Regions from separate parts of the Gossypium raimondii genome. Here region 2 is linked to region 1. A link is a contact called in public Hi-C data. All regions are on one chromosome and are shown on one strand. The core of a region is the stretch at or near the end of the contact, and the rest is flanking DNA. Distances in the headings are between cores, read along the strand shown.

Region 1 (6,857 bases), core at 3,046-5,545:
TACTTACTGTTCCCTTAATGGTCATCACCATACTCCTTTGTCTCAATTGAAATGTTTCTTAAAAGCAAGGAGACGTTCTATGAAAACCCAGAGAAGCATGAAGATGGAAGCTTTGAGCCCTCGTAGAGTAAAGCCTTCTGGTGATGGAACGGAGGGGGGTGACGAAGAGCCTGTGGTTTTTGCTGACAGGCCCACCAGCAATGGAATGGATTTGGATATCTCCCCTTCTCATTTGATGCAAGGGGGAGCCATGGATTTCTTCATTGAAATCTATGCAAAAAACAAAGGAAATGACGCTGAAGCAACCCATGGAAGCACACAAATGAAGGCCAAGGGAAAGGATAATTCTGGATATGACAATGAAGCAGGGGTAGAGCTAATTTCAGATAGTTCATCTGAAGGATCACCAGACTCTGAGATTGATTTTGATGAAAAAATTGAACATTGTGGTGACATTATTTCCAAAATTGATGATATCAGTGAAACGCTCAAACAAAGAGACGCAGATGAAGAATCTAGGGGAGTTCTGATTAAAGAAGAATCACCACCCTTGAACTTAAAAGGTGATAAGCATGAAAGCGTTTCAAGGGTTGACGTGGACCATGCTATGTTTCAAGTTATTGATTTGGAGTGGGAAGAGTGGCAATTTTCTGCTTCAGAGCCTGATTATGAAGCCCATTCTTCAATGGAATCTGATTTGGATACTGGGGATTCGTCAGAAAGTCATAGGGATAATCTGTGTGATGAAATTCTGATCAATTCAGATGAAAGTAACAGCAACACTGCAAAGGAGGTTTCGGCTGATGGAGCAGAACAAGCCTTTGAAGAAACCTTGAGCTACAACCAAGTTTCCTCCGCTGAAGACATGTTGGAGGTATCGGTAGCCATGGAAGAAGAAAACACTGAAACAGATTTGATAGGCATCTTTACAACAGCTTCTTCAAGAAAGAAGTTACATGAGGAACCAACACCAAGCAAGGAGAAAATGCTGGAGAATGGAGTTCCTGGAACAGTTAATGATGTTTCTGAAGCACTAGAAGTTCCTGAAAACATCAGCACTATTGATTTGAATGAAGAAGCTTTTGACTTAACCGAGCAATTTCAGCTCCACTCATTTAATAAGTTGAAGCAAGATGAAACAAATGAAGATTACAACATAGTCTGGAAGCCGGGGGATACGGAAGCAGATCAGATTGACACCAGCTGTGATTTCTGTCCAGAAAATAAACTTCCAAGTGGTGAAACGGGAGACAAAACGGAAGCAGAGAAAGTAGCTTATTCCGAATTATTGATTGGATTCCTTGGTTTATCTCATGTTCTACCAAGGGCAGACGATGAATTTGAGGTAGAAGACAATGAAAGGTTTTCAACTCGAGATACTGCTCTAGAGAGCCTTTTTTCCCAGAGTCAAGATCATCTGTCAGATAGCCAACATAAGAATGTGCATGTTGTAGACAATCAGAGTGCCCTAGAGGAAGATCAAGAAGAAGCTAAGTTAAAAGTTCCTACTTCCATGGATCCAGAGAAGCATAACGGTTCAAGGATGCATAAAACTCGTTTAGCTGATGGCAGTGAAGTTGGGAAAATGGAATTCGAGGATAGTGCTACTGCTGGATTGGATGTGGCAGAAACATACCCTGCAGCAAATGATAAAACTAAAACCATCCCCAAGCCAAGAAGCAAGTTCTCCTTCACTAGAAACAATGCTAAAGAAGAAGTGCCTGAAAATCATAGCGACAGAAAATGGACAATTGGGTGCAAAAGACACGAAGATAACTATGAGGAGAAAAAGAAATTCAACCCGCGAGAACCAAACTTCTTGCCTGTTGTTCCAGAGCCAGATGCAGAAAAGGTTGATCTCAGGCATCAACCAATGGATAAAAGGAAAAATGCAGAGGAATGGATGCTCGATCATGCACTACAACAAGTTGTCACCAAACTTGCTCCGGCTAGAAAACGAAAGGTGGCATTACTTGTTGAAGCCTTTGAAACAGTCCAGCCAAGAACTAAATGTGAAACTCATTTGAGGCAAACTTCAACAGGCTTTGGCCATGGACAATCCATTCAAGCTTGTAATTGATAATGTTATAGAGGTAATTAAGTAACTCATTATTCCAAGTCCATTCCTTGTTATTGTTAATTAAAGGAAAGGAGGCAGTTTCTCCTAAGTTATGTGTCGAGAGGAGAGTGCCTAGTTCAACTACTAGAATTTGTGTACTTTCAACTGGATCATATCTATCATTTGGAGGTCTATTATGTCTATTTCTAATGCTATGTACTACTATGATCACCAGCAATATCAAAAATCATCAAATGCTTTTCATGTACTGTTTCTAAACATGTCAAGCTACAATTGCCATACAAGATTTTAACTATTATTAGGATTCACGTGCAAGAGTAGGAACATGGATATTTAGTTTTAACAAAATATTTAAACATTAATATGCAACGTGGAGGATTCCATAATATAATCATTATCAACTATATCATTCTCCTTAAGTCCAGGATAATCAACAGATTAAGAGAAAGGCAGTACAAACTGAGGTAAAATACTGATAATGATAAAAAGCAAACATACTGGTTATGATAGATCCAAATGCAGCATAGCATTGTAAAAATGCTTTATACAACTTGCAACTGTCAAGCACCATATGCTAATACATAAGACAGGCCCACATAGAATGCACAGAAAACAGAAGTTCGGAAAACGATTGTTCATTAGATATTTTGGGTCTTTTGGTCATTACATAAAAGAAAACTTTTATATTTGTACAGGTCTATTAGAAACTACATGTGCCATAAATAGTCAACCTCGTATTCATGTTCACATACAAACAAGAGCTAAGCACTTTTTAACCAAATATTCAAACGCTTATTCTAGTTCTGAGCTTCATGGATGAAAACAAGAATTCACACTCAGTTTCAACAACGATCAGGAGTTGAAGCCCCTTGATGGAAGAATTGTACTTTGATTTCAGGAGATTCAAGAAGCAGTGATTGGAGCTTTGTACTATAAGTTCCCAAACTAGAAGAATTTGAGATATGTTCTTGTGCACCACCTACACTAACACTAGCCTCAGTAGACCCGCTCTGTTCCACAGCTTTCTTTGTCAAAATATCATCATGGAACAACTTAAGTGCATCTGTAGCTGAAAGCAAATTCACAGATTCATATAACTCCTGGAATTTATCTCTATTCTCTTGTGTTTCAATCAATCTCTCCCTCAACTCATCCGGAAGACAAGCCAATGCGCTTTTAAAGGCAAAGATACACATATACACAAGAAAAAGAATACAATTTGAAATAAGATTCAGAGTAATGTCATGCAGAAAATGTATAAGAAATCTACATTCTAGACATAAAAAAAGAATGACAAATTTTATCCCCTTCTTCATTGTACCTGGTAACACCTCTTGCTATGCCCCAGTTGTACCCTATGGGAATTGATTGCTTAAAGCCAATATTAAAACCTTCTTGTGCGGAAGCTTCTTTCCCTGCTATCAGCCCATCACGATAACCAATCTAGAAATTCTCAATATAGAACTGACATCAATTACTAAACAAATAGTGGAAAAAGAAAATTCTGAATTGTCAGTACCGTGTGGAATTGGTCATGCCTTCTCTTCCATTCACGGTCTAAATCAGATGTTTTATCTAATTCCTCATCAGAACCACCCCATAAAGATCCATCTTCATCCTGGATGTCCGCCTTATTGAAACCTGAAAACATATAAAATAACAGCACTACTAAATAATGCACAACTTTTGGGTACCCATGGAATTGGTAGCATTAACTAATTACCATTGGTACTCGAAGAACGGTCTAATTGTAAATTGGATAGGTGCAAACTTTCTGAATACAGCTCTTGAGCAAATTTATCATCCATTTCACTGTAAAAGCAATAAAAGAAATTACTTTGGCATTTCATCAAACACCTTCCGACAAATGGATTCGGTTCAACATTTTTTACTTGAATCCAAACAAATAAAAGCTAAAAGTAAAAACAGTGGCAGGCTTTGTCTTTGCTAATCCAAATTTAAAATTAAACAGAGTCTCACAAGAATCTTCAAATTCTAACAAAAAATTTTAAAGGAAAAAAAACTTGAAAAACAAACTAAAATAAGAATACAGCAACTCAAAATAACGATTTTCGAAGCTTACCTATAAATCAGCCGCCGCCTTGTTTGAGTTCCTTTATGAGCTCAGTTAAAGGAATAAAGACTATCGAGTAGAGAGAAAGATTATTTGGCAAGAAATTTCTGATTTTCATTCCGACTTCCTCCCCCCCACCCCCCCCCCCTTTTTTCTTAATTCTGTTATTTGGGCTTTTGGACCTTAAATTAGACTATTAGACAAACCATTTAGACCATAGCTTATCAGGCCTATTAACTACTTTTAAAATTTATACTTTTTATTTGAAATTGTTAAAAAAAAGTTTTTTTTAAGGTAAACTATCAAAATAGTCACTTTTGTTTACCTCAGATTAGATTTTAGTCACTTATGTTTGAAATGTTATGTTTTAGTCACTTACGTTATCATGTTGTAACATTTTAGTCACTAAGTCGTTAACGGTATAACAGTAAGTTGATGTGGCAAGTTAAATCATCATTTTTAACGAAAATTTTAGGTTAAATTCTAAAATTGATCCCTATATTTTCTAATTTTGAGTAATTTAATTTTTTTCTTTCATGTTCTTTTAACTTTCTTTCTTTTTTTCCACTCTCTTTTGCTTCTCCCCTATTTTCCTCCCTTTTTCATTTCTTTTAACTTAGTTTTTCTATATTTTCCATTTGTTAAAACTAGTCCACAAGCTCACCTCACTCGAAAAAGTTAAATTTTTAAAAAAGTAAAAGTATAGGGACTAGTTAAAAGATAGAGAAATGGAAAATGGAAAACATAGAGAAAACTATGTTAAAAGAAATGGAAAATGGGGGAAAACAGAGGGAGAAGCAGAAGAGAATGGAAAAAAAAGAAAAAAAAAAGAAGGAAAGTTAAAAAAAACATAAAAAAAATAAATTGCTCAAAACGAAAAAATATGGGGACTGATTGTATAAATTAATCTAAAATTTTTCTTTGAAATGATGATTTAACATACCACGTCAGCTTACAGTTACACCGTTAACGGCTCAGTAACTAAAATGTTACAACGCGATAACCTAAGTGACTAAAACGTAACACTTCAAACATAAGTGACTAAAATGTAACTTAAGGTAAACAAAAGTGACTATTTTGGTAGTTTACCCTTTTTTTTTTTAGTTTTAAATATTAATAAAATAACAATTTGAACCAAACTAAATCTATACCTACCTTGTAATAATATAATCCAAATTCCATCCTAACGCATAGACAAACGTAGGTGCTGAAGGCGAAATGAAGAGAAATACAATAGAGCTTTCTAAGATGTTATCATATGTAGATTGTTTCTTGTAAAAAATAAGATGGCTACTGATTGAAAATGCGCAGAAAAAGGTAAAATAATTAATGTCATAATCAAATGAAATGAACTGATGATGATCAATAATTGAGGATCATACATGCTACGTCCCCTTAATGCCTTGAAAACAAGCTTTGCGATTTGGTCAATTCCCTTAATGCAGCATGTGCATGTTGATTGAATGATCCTAATAGGACTTTAGAGCCTAAATGGGCTGTTTTATTTTTCTCAAGCTGCCATCATGTACTCATTAATGACTTCCTTTGCAACTCAAACTCCAACAGCAGCCCAAGGAAATGAATGAGATACATGTTTAAAATTTTTTCTCAAGTAACTATAGAATGAAAAAGTCTTTCATATACATACAAATTAAACTACAATCAAAGGAAGAAAGAAAGAGACACCTAGGAGGAGGGTACAGGGCAGGCATAAATAAAATGAGTCGTAATCCTAGCGTCTAAACCCCCAGGCTGATATTGAATATAGAGGTCTTTCTTGCCAGCACATAACCAAACACCCATTCTCTTCTTTCATCTTATAACCATCGTAGTTATTGGTCTGCAGCAACCTTCCTGCCTGCAACATGCCATGGTAGCTTAATGGCACCCTTCCAAACCCGGCCAATTCAAGTCTCAGGATCCATTTCTCCAGCTTTTCATGTCTCTCCTTTCTCTCACCACCCTCACATGCTATAATATTCTTAATTTCCTCTCCGAAAAGCATCTTCTCAACCTTTTGTCGCTCTATTGGTGCTCTTGATACCGTAGACTCTAAGCAGTCAAACAGCGCAGCATAGAAATTCAATGCTTCTATTACCCTCTCCATTAAAGTAGAACCATTATGGTTGGACTCCTGCTCGGTTACAACCATTACTTTCGGTGACAAGGCCCGAAGAGCGGCTAGAAAGCTCCCCATTTTTGGAGCTGGAGCTAGGGATGATGGAGAAGATGCTATGTCAGAACTTGGGTTGTATATATGGACTGGTTCTTTCTCAAGCCACTCTCCAAAAGTACGTTGAGTCATCTGCAAAACTCGGGTCTTAGACACCGGTGGGGAGTTAAAGTTCCTTCTAGGCACCTCATCATCAGTTGCCAGGAGAGAATGAAGCTGAAGGACCGAACTGACCGCAAGAGCTTCTCCGGTCTTGACTCGCAAACTTTCTAAATCAAGATTCTCTAACTTGCAAACTATTGGGTTAAACTGAAATGGAATGTCCAATTTTTCAGCTTCTTCTGTTAACCTAAGTGCCATTTGCTCTAACACCTCTTTCTGCTCATGGATGCCTGTAATTCTCAGATGCGGTGGCCCTTCTGGCCTTGCACTAAATGTCTGAAAAAGATTGATCCATTGAGCAGGCTCACAGGAATTTAGATCTATAATATGAACCATCTTCTCTCCCTCCATAGCTTCTACAATGGCCT
Region 2 (6,930 bases), core at 2,622-5,121, 140 kb before region 1:
TGTGCTCTGATTTGACTCTTAATGAAATTACTATTTTTATAAAAAAAGTCTTTAAAATTTATTAAGTTTTTCATAAAAAGAAATATCGTTGCTGTGGTGGAGATTTGTTCTCCCCATAATGTTGCGTTTGGTGGCTTCAGTATTCATGGGATAGTATTGGGCTTTTGGGGTTTGTTTTAGGGTTCTCTTTTAAGTTTGCAGTGCACGTCCAGGGGGTGAGACTGGATTCTTTCATATCGAAGTGGCTTTGCTTTGGGTCAAGGTATCATGAGCTTTTTGGTGATGGAACTTCGTTCAACTGGACACCGCTTTTGCTCTCCTTCATGACTTTTTAATCCTTTGTTTTGCAAACCTCAATTACTTCCAGCTCTCTCTCTTATCTAAATGGAAATTTGAAATTAAATTAGGTAAAGAATTGATTCACTTATTAAACCATGGTAGGTGCCAAAATTGACTCCTCAACGATGAAACATTTGTTCCCTTATAAAATATGGCTACAATATGCTGTATTTTTATAGAGTTTTTAGTTTCTGTATTTTAAAAATTAAAAATTTAATCTCTTATTTATTTAATTTTAAAATCTTATCAATTAATTTTGTCAAAATTTGTCAACTTAACATATTTATTTATTTTTTATAAATTATGTCACATAATATGAATATAACCTAATCCACATGACAAATTGATAAATTTTGACGGAATTAAATTTGAAAATTTTAAATCAGAAAAACAAAAGAAGTTCTCAAGTATAGTAAATGATTAGGAGCTGAAGAATTAAGGTTGAGTTGGTGAACATGGGAAACACTAGCTGACATTCAAATCAACAAGGGATGTAGTGTAATAGAGAAGGTAGCAACCGACAAGAGCAAGAGAGTTGTAGTTTTTGAGTAATTTATACCATGCTTTTTGCTGCTCTATATATGGCCATTGTTTGCCTGTACATCCATGTTTGCGTTATAAATGTTTGAATCAACATGAGTACCATGGTCGGATGAGAAAATAAATCAATTCTATGTTTATGCTTGCCTGATAATAATCAAAAGTGATTAAGGGCATCCTTCATGCTTAAATTGATATTATTGTTTAACTCAATTAATAGTAAAAAACACATTAATAATCTGGTCTTTCAACCATGTATAATAATTGACAAGAAAACAAAGGTTTAATGGGTTTTATCAGTGTTTCATCATCAAACCAGAATATATATGTTAGATATTGGTTTAATCAGCAGCATATGAAGTAGTGCAAATTCAAGGGCAAGTATAAAGGTCAAATAAGCTTATTCAGTGCATGCGAAAATAATGTCACTTTGGAACACATAAACGAAAATATCAACATCTTTGATCAGATTAGCAGATGCTTTAGGTTTTGTGTATATTCTTATTGCGAAGTGGCTATTCATGCAATGACGAACTCTTCCTGTGAAGCTGCGAGTTGAAATAAGTCTACGAGCTCAACCAAAAGTGCGAGCTCATAAAAAGATGTGAGCTCAACTCAAGTTGCTTGCTAAGTAAGATGTGAGCTGTTATCAGTTGTTGGCAAACCCCAAATGTATTACAAGAAGGGTTGGCATATTCCGCTAATGATATTTTATAATTAGTTTGCTTGCTGAGATTACTTGTTAAAGAAAGCAGTGTTAGTATTGATTTGACTTTTTTAGGTACTGACTTTTACCTAATCAATTTATGTATAAATTTCATCTTCGTATTTTTAAGGGTTTTAGTGGGGTTTGTTGAATTATCTGTAACCACTACACCCATATATATATATTGTAATTCATGTGAAATGAAGATGATGATGAGAGAATTTGATAGCAGTAAAAAATTCTGCTAAGTATTTTTCCTTGTTTTCTCTGTTTTTGTTCTCTCAACTTCTCTAAACTCCAACAGTTCTATACAATTATTAACCAATGCTTGTTTGCCAAGTCACAACTTGGGCCGTATATATGGAGGATCAGTTCTTTCTCAAGTCGCTCTCCTAAAGTACCTTGAGTCATCTGCAAAACTCTTGTGTGATGAATTAATATCAAGGTTCTTAGACACAGGTGGGGGAGTTAAAGTTCCTTCTAAACTTCTCATAAGAAGCCAGTAGAGAATGAAGCTCAAGGACAGAACTCACTCTACGGAATCACCCCATAAAGATCCATCTTCAGCCTGAATGTCCACCTCATTGAAAACCTGAAAATATTTTTTTGTACAAAAATAAAAACTGCTAAATAAACGCACAACTTTTGGGTACCTATGGAAATGGTAGTATTAACTAATTACCATCGGTAGTTGAAGAATGGCCTAATTGTAAAGTGGATAGCTGCACACTTCTTGAATACAGCTCTTAACCCAGTTTATATCAATGTCCTGCACTGTTTGAAGCTGATCAATCTATCCAAGTAATTGGAGGTTTATAAAATAGTTCCAATAAATTTTTTTCCAGAAATACACACGGATTATTCAAAAAATAATAATGTTTGAAATCCAAAGGCTGTGTTGTTATGCCACTTGTTAATGACAGATAGATTAACAATCTTGGATAGATAATGATGAAAAAAGGAGAACAATTAATGGGTAAAAGGTGAATTTTGTGGCCGAGGGTGTTTTAATGGTGGGCTTTTATTACGAGTTACAACAACGATGAACGAAATAAGTGAATATTATATTTTCGGAGATCATGTGAACTGCAACGTAGCATTGTAAGTTACGTAGTTATGATTAGTATATTCATGACATCCAATAGACAAACCTCTTAACATAGAACCAATAGCTATGATTGGATGATTGGTTAGTGAGAAAGAAACCCTATTGGATGGCTTTAGTGAACAAAAATTGACGTCAGTCAACAAAGATAAACTATTGAAGGTAGATGAAGTTCAAAGCTATAGAACTGAAAATCATGTGGTTAGTCAAAAAGCTCCGACATTGAAAGCCTATGAAATGTGTCCAATAATTTCTTATAGTTACATGAAAAATTCAAAATATTTGAAAAATAAAGTAGGATAAGAATAATAACAATTTATTTGATTTTTCAAAAATCTTTTTAAGACTAGGCTATTACAATGAACCAGATCGTATACTTTAGATATAGGTTTAATTAGCAGCATATGAACTGCTGCAAATTCAAGGGCAATGTAAAGATGCTAGAAGCTGATTTATGTTATCAGTACTTGGGCAGCGCATGTCTTGAGCTCTTCCCGATTAAGTATGGACTTCCGAACATATAAACGAAAACATCAACATCTTTCACCATATTCTGTTGCTTGCAGATCTTTGTACAGCCCCATACGTACAGGAAAAACAAATATATATCTTTTTGGCCGGAACCCAGGTCCTTATCTAATTCCATATCTTTACACTTCACCATACCAAATTTAAAATTGTAGCTTTAGAACAAAGGGGGACTTGAATTATTGTTATTTAAGAGAGAAACAGAGATAGTGACTGAATCATGTTAATAATAGCCATGGCTCCAGTTAATTAGATATTGGGTCCTTTCTGATCTGTGTAACTTGTTTTTAAATGATCTGTTATTTTCTTTCTCTTATAAAAGTCTCACGTTTTTCTACTGAAAGGCCGATAATGATTTTTTAACCTCCTTGCACTTCACTAGTTTTTGTCCCATGTGATTGAAACAACTATTTCTCCACTTTTTTATGAAGAAAATTCAATTTCGTATAGCTTCAAATCACCGTTCGCCACATATTCATGGAACAAGACAAACACATCATTACCCCACATCCAGCCTGTTCTCTACTCCAATTATTAATACTAATCTTCATTGAAAATGGCATTCCATCTTACCCCCTTCATTACATTATCCTATATTAAATCATTTCCTTTTTTCTGATGTCAGTTTTGTCATTTCACTACCCTTATTCCTATCTACCCTTGTCTCCATTAATGTGCAATAATACAGAACAAGACAACTGATAATCCTAACCAGAAGAAGAAGAAAAAAAGCTTCATCACCGGATGTCTTCTTCGGCCATCACCAGTGCAAATGCACCGCTCCTCGGGGAAAACAAGCCACCTGCAAAGCATACATCGGTCTCCAGCGCTGTGTTCAATGTGTCAACTAGCATTATTGGTGCTGGAATTATGTCAATCCCAGCAACTCTCAAGGTGCTAGGAGTAATCCCAGCATTTATGTTGATAGTGATTATAGCTTGGCTAGCAGACATCTCGGTTGAATTTCTGATGAGGTATACACATGCTGGGAAGTCAACCACTTATGCCGGTGTCATGAAGGAGTCGTTTGGGCGGATTGGATCTGTCCTGGTGCAGTTATGTGTCATTACAAATAATCTTGGTTGCTTGATCATTTATTTGATTATTATTGGTAAGTTCTTTTGCAGCTAGTAAGTTGTACAGGTTGTGGATAAGTTTCATAATCTATTTGAATAGTTCAACTTAGCTCTGTAGATTATAGATAAGAGTCTGAAGCTATTTGAGTGATCATTGATAAAATGTTCTGATGTTTAGTACTGTGCTTTTTAGGGGATGTTCTTTCAGGAAATCAACCTGAAGGATCAGTGCACTTAGGCGTTTTACAAGAATGGTTTGGCATTCACTGGTGGAATTCCCGTGCCTTTTCAATCCTTTTCATTGTTGCTTTCGTTATGCTTCCATTGGTTTCATTTAGGCGTGTAGGTAAGTTTTTCTCCAAAAGATATGTCCTGTTTCTATATGAAGATGATTTCTTATCTTATATACAGAACTGAGTAATTATTGTTTATGTTATGATATTGAGTTCGTCGTCGAGAATCTTATCTGTTAACTTGGCCTGAATTTGCAGATGCATTAAGGTTCAGTTCTGCATTAGCAGTTTTTCTAGCTGTGCTGTTTGTTTCCATCAGTTCAGTGATGGCAATAGATGCACTTATCGAAGGGAAAACCGAAACCCCGAGACTGCTGCCTTACTTGGACAGCAATGCCTCTTTTTTCGATCTCTTCACTGCTGTCCCGGTTATTGTAACAGCTTTCACTTTTCATTTCAATGGTAAGAGCGTTCTGGCATTCATATGAGTGCTTGTTTTCATGCTAGTTCTAGCATTAATATGCCTCTTTTTATGAATGAATGCAGTTCATCCAATTGGTTTAGAGATGGACAAACCTTCTGATATGATGAAAGCAGTCCGAATTTCACTGATACTCTGCGGTACCATCTACTTTACAGTTGGGATCTTCGGATACCTTCTTTTTGGTGAATCGATCATGCCTGATATACTTGTTAATTTCGACCAAAATTCTGGTTCAGCACTCGGTTCTTTACTCAATGATGTAGTTCGGTTGAGCTATGCCCTTCACCTAGTGCTGGTGTTTCCCCTCTTAAACTTCTCATTAAGGGCCAATATTGATGAATTCCTTTTCCCAAGTAGGCCTATCCTGGCAAAAGATAACACCAGATTCATGTCCCTCACTCTTATTCTGCTAGCCATTTGTTACTTGTCAGCCATAGCCATCCCTAACATATGGTATTTCTTTGAATTTATGGGATCAACCTCTGCAGTCAGCCTTGCTTTTGTCTTCCCGGGTGCTATTGCTCTTAGGTATCATCTCTATCTAATAAGCTGGATTCATATTGCCTGTAGCCTTAAAGACATTCCTGCTAAGTCTCTTCCCTTTTCCCTTTACAATTGCAGGGATGTTCATGGCATATCGACATCAAGAGATCGGATTGTGTCTGCAGTAATGATAATTTTGGCTTCTGTTACAAGTGTAATAGCCATTTCCTCTAACATATACAGCTTTTTCACCTGAAACAGATTATCACTTGATTCCTCCTCACCTTCCGCAGAGATGCTTGTATTCTAGTGTAAAAATCAAGTCCCCTTAATTAGCAATTTTTTTTCTCCCTTATCTTGTAAGGAATAAACACATCATATGTTGATAAAAATAAAATCAGATAGATACATGTATTTTTCTGAAAACAGACTTCCAAGAATGGATGCTTTTACAAGTCTTTTAGATCTTTTTTGCTAAGTATGTTGTCCTCGAACATCCAATGAAGAATCCTTGCAAACAATACCATAAGATTTCATGGATCATTCCAAGTTAACTTGCTGATTGTATACCTAAAATCCCAACCGGTATGCCAGAGAAGATCTCATCCATGTTTATCTTCTATGCTTGACACAAATGAAAAATAGGATATGTCTATTTGGTCCCTTGGCCTTCTAAAATGACTTTCTGAAGCCTTTTTTTGTTCATCATTCTTTTCTCATTTATCTGCCAAGCACCAATTTTGGAAGCCAAAAAGCTTTTATTAACTATAAGTTGACAATGTATGTGCTATCTGTAATTTTCTGAGAGCCATTGGTGTCAACTTGCACTTTATTACTTGTTTCATCCTTTATTATTTGATTTTAGGGCCTTATTTTATAGAAAGATGATTGCCTTAACATTTTTAAACATTACATTGTTTATTCATTTAAGCTCACACTTAGAATTATGCAGGCCACATGCTCCTGAATACTAGTAACTGTCCCTGTTTGTTTGTACCAAGTTTTGCTGTAGCATAAGATGGATTTATTCATTCAACAAAGATATATATATATATATATCTGACAAGTTCGCTAAATCTGACATCAATATATACATGTAGAAGGTCCCAAGTTCGCTAAATCTGACATCAATAAATACATGTAGAAGATCCCGAAGCTTAACTTATTTGGTTCATATAACCAACCTTACAAGGTTGTATTCAGTAGTTTAGTGTTCGGATCATTGTTGTATTAGTTTTAAATATTCAACTCTTTCACTTTTATCAAAACTCTTAGTGAATTTATACTTCCAATATTTTATAAATTGTTTATAGGATTGGAAATCATATTTTTTTTTGAAAATTATATTTTCTTTTCTGTTTTTCAGGTTTTTTTATTTTTCATTAAATTAAAATATTTTAATAAATTTGATTGTAAATCGGGATTTTGGCAAATCA

What was found. Hi-C and Micro-C count contacts between places; a contact is called where the count stands out from the background.
Region 2: a contact with region 1 is called in a Hi-C map of leaf, with 4 times the contacts expected there. The contact joins the promoter of LOC105780133 here to the promoter of LOC105780268 in region 1. A contact is called at or near these places in 2 of 2 Hi-C or Micro-C datasets (both in leaf).

What each region holds. Positions count from the first base shown.
Region 1 is chr4:37,427,993-37,434,849 of ASM2569854v1, reverse strand. It overlaps LOC105780268 (protein YAE1), which reads right to left and starts at 4,295. Exons shown (of 5, transcript XM_012604494.2): 1 at 4,164-4,295; 2 at 3,804-3,892; 3 at 3,600-3,721; 4 at 3,402-3,523; 5 at 2,700-3,253. The coding sequence starts at 3,888. The coding sequence ends at 2,923. LOC105780952 (scarecrow-like protein 3) reads right to left here. Exons shown (of 2, transcript XM_012605492.2): 2 at 5,734-6,857. The coding sequence ends at 5,887. LOC105780267 (calmodulin binding protein PICBP) reads left to right here. Exons shown (of 1, transcript XM_012604493.2): 1 at 1-2,080. The coding sequence ends at 2,080.
Region 2 is chr4:37,566,839-37,573,768 of ASM2569854v1, reverse strand. It overlaps LOC105780133 (amino acid transporter AVT6C), which reads left to right and starts at 3,871. Exons shown (of 5, transcript XM_012604264.2): 1 at 3,871-4,329; 2 at 4,488-4,640; 3 at 4,786-4,989; 4 at 5,074-5,539; 5 at 5,633-5,920. The coding sequence starts at 3,963. The coding sequence ends at 5,750.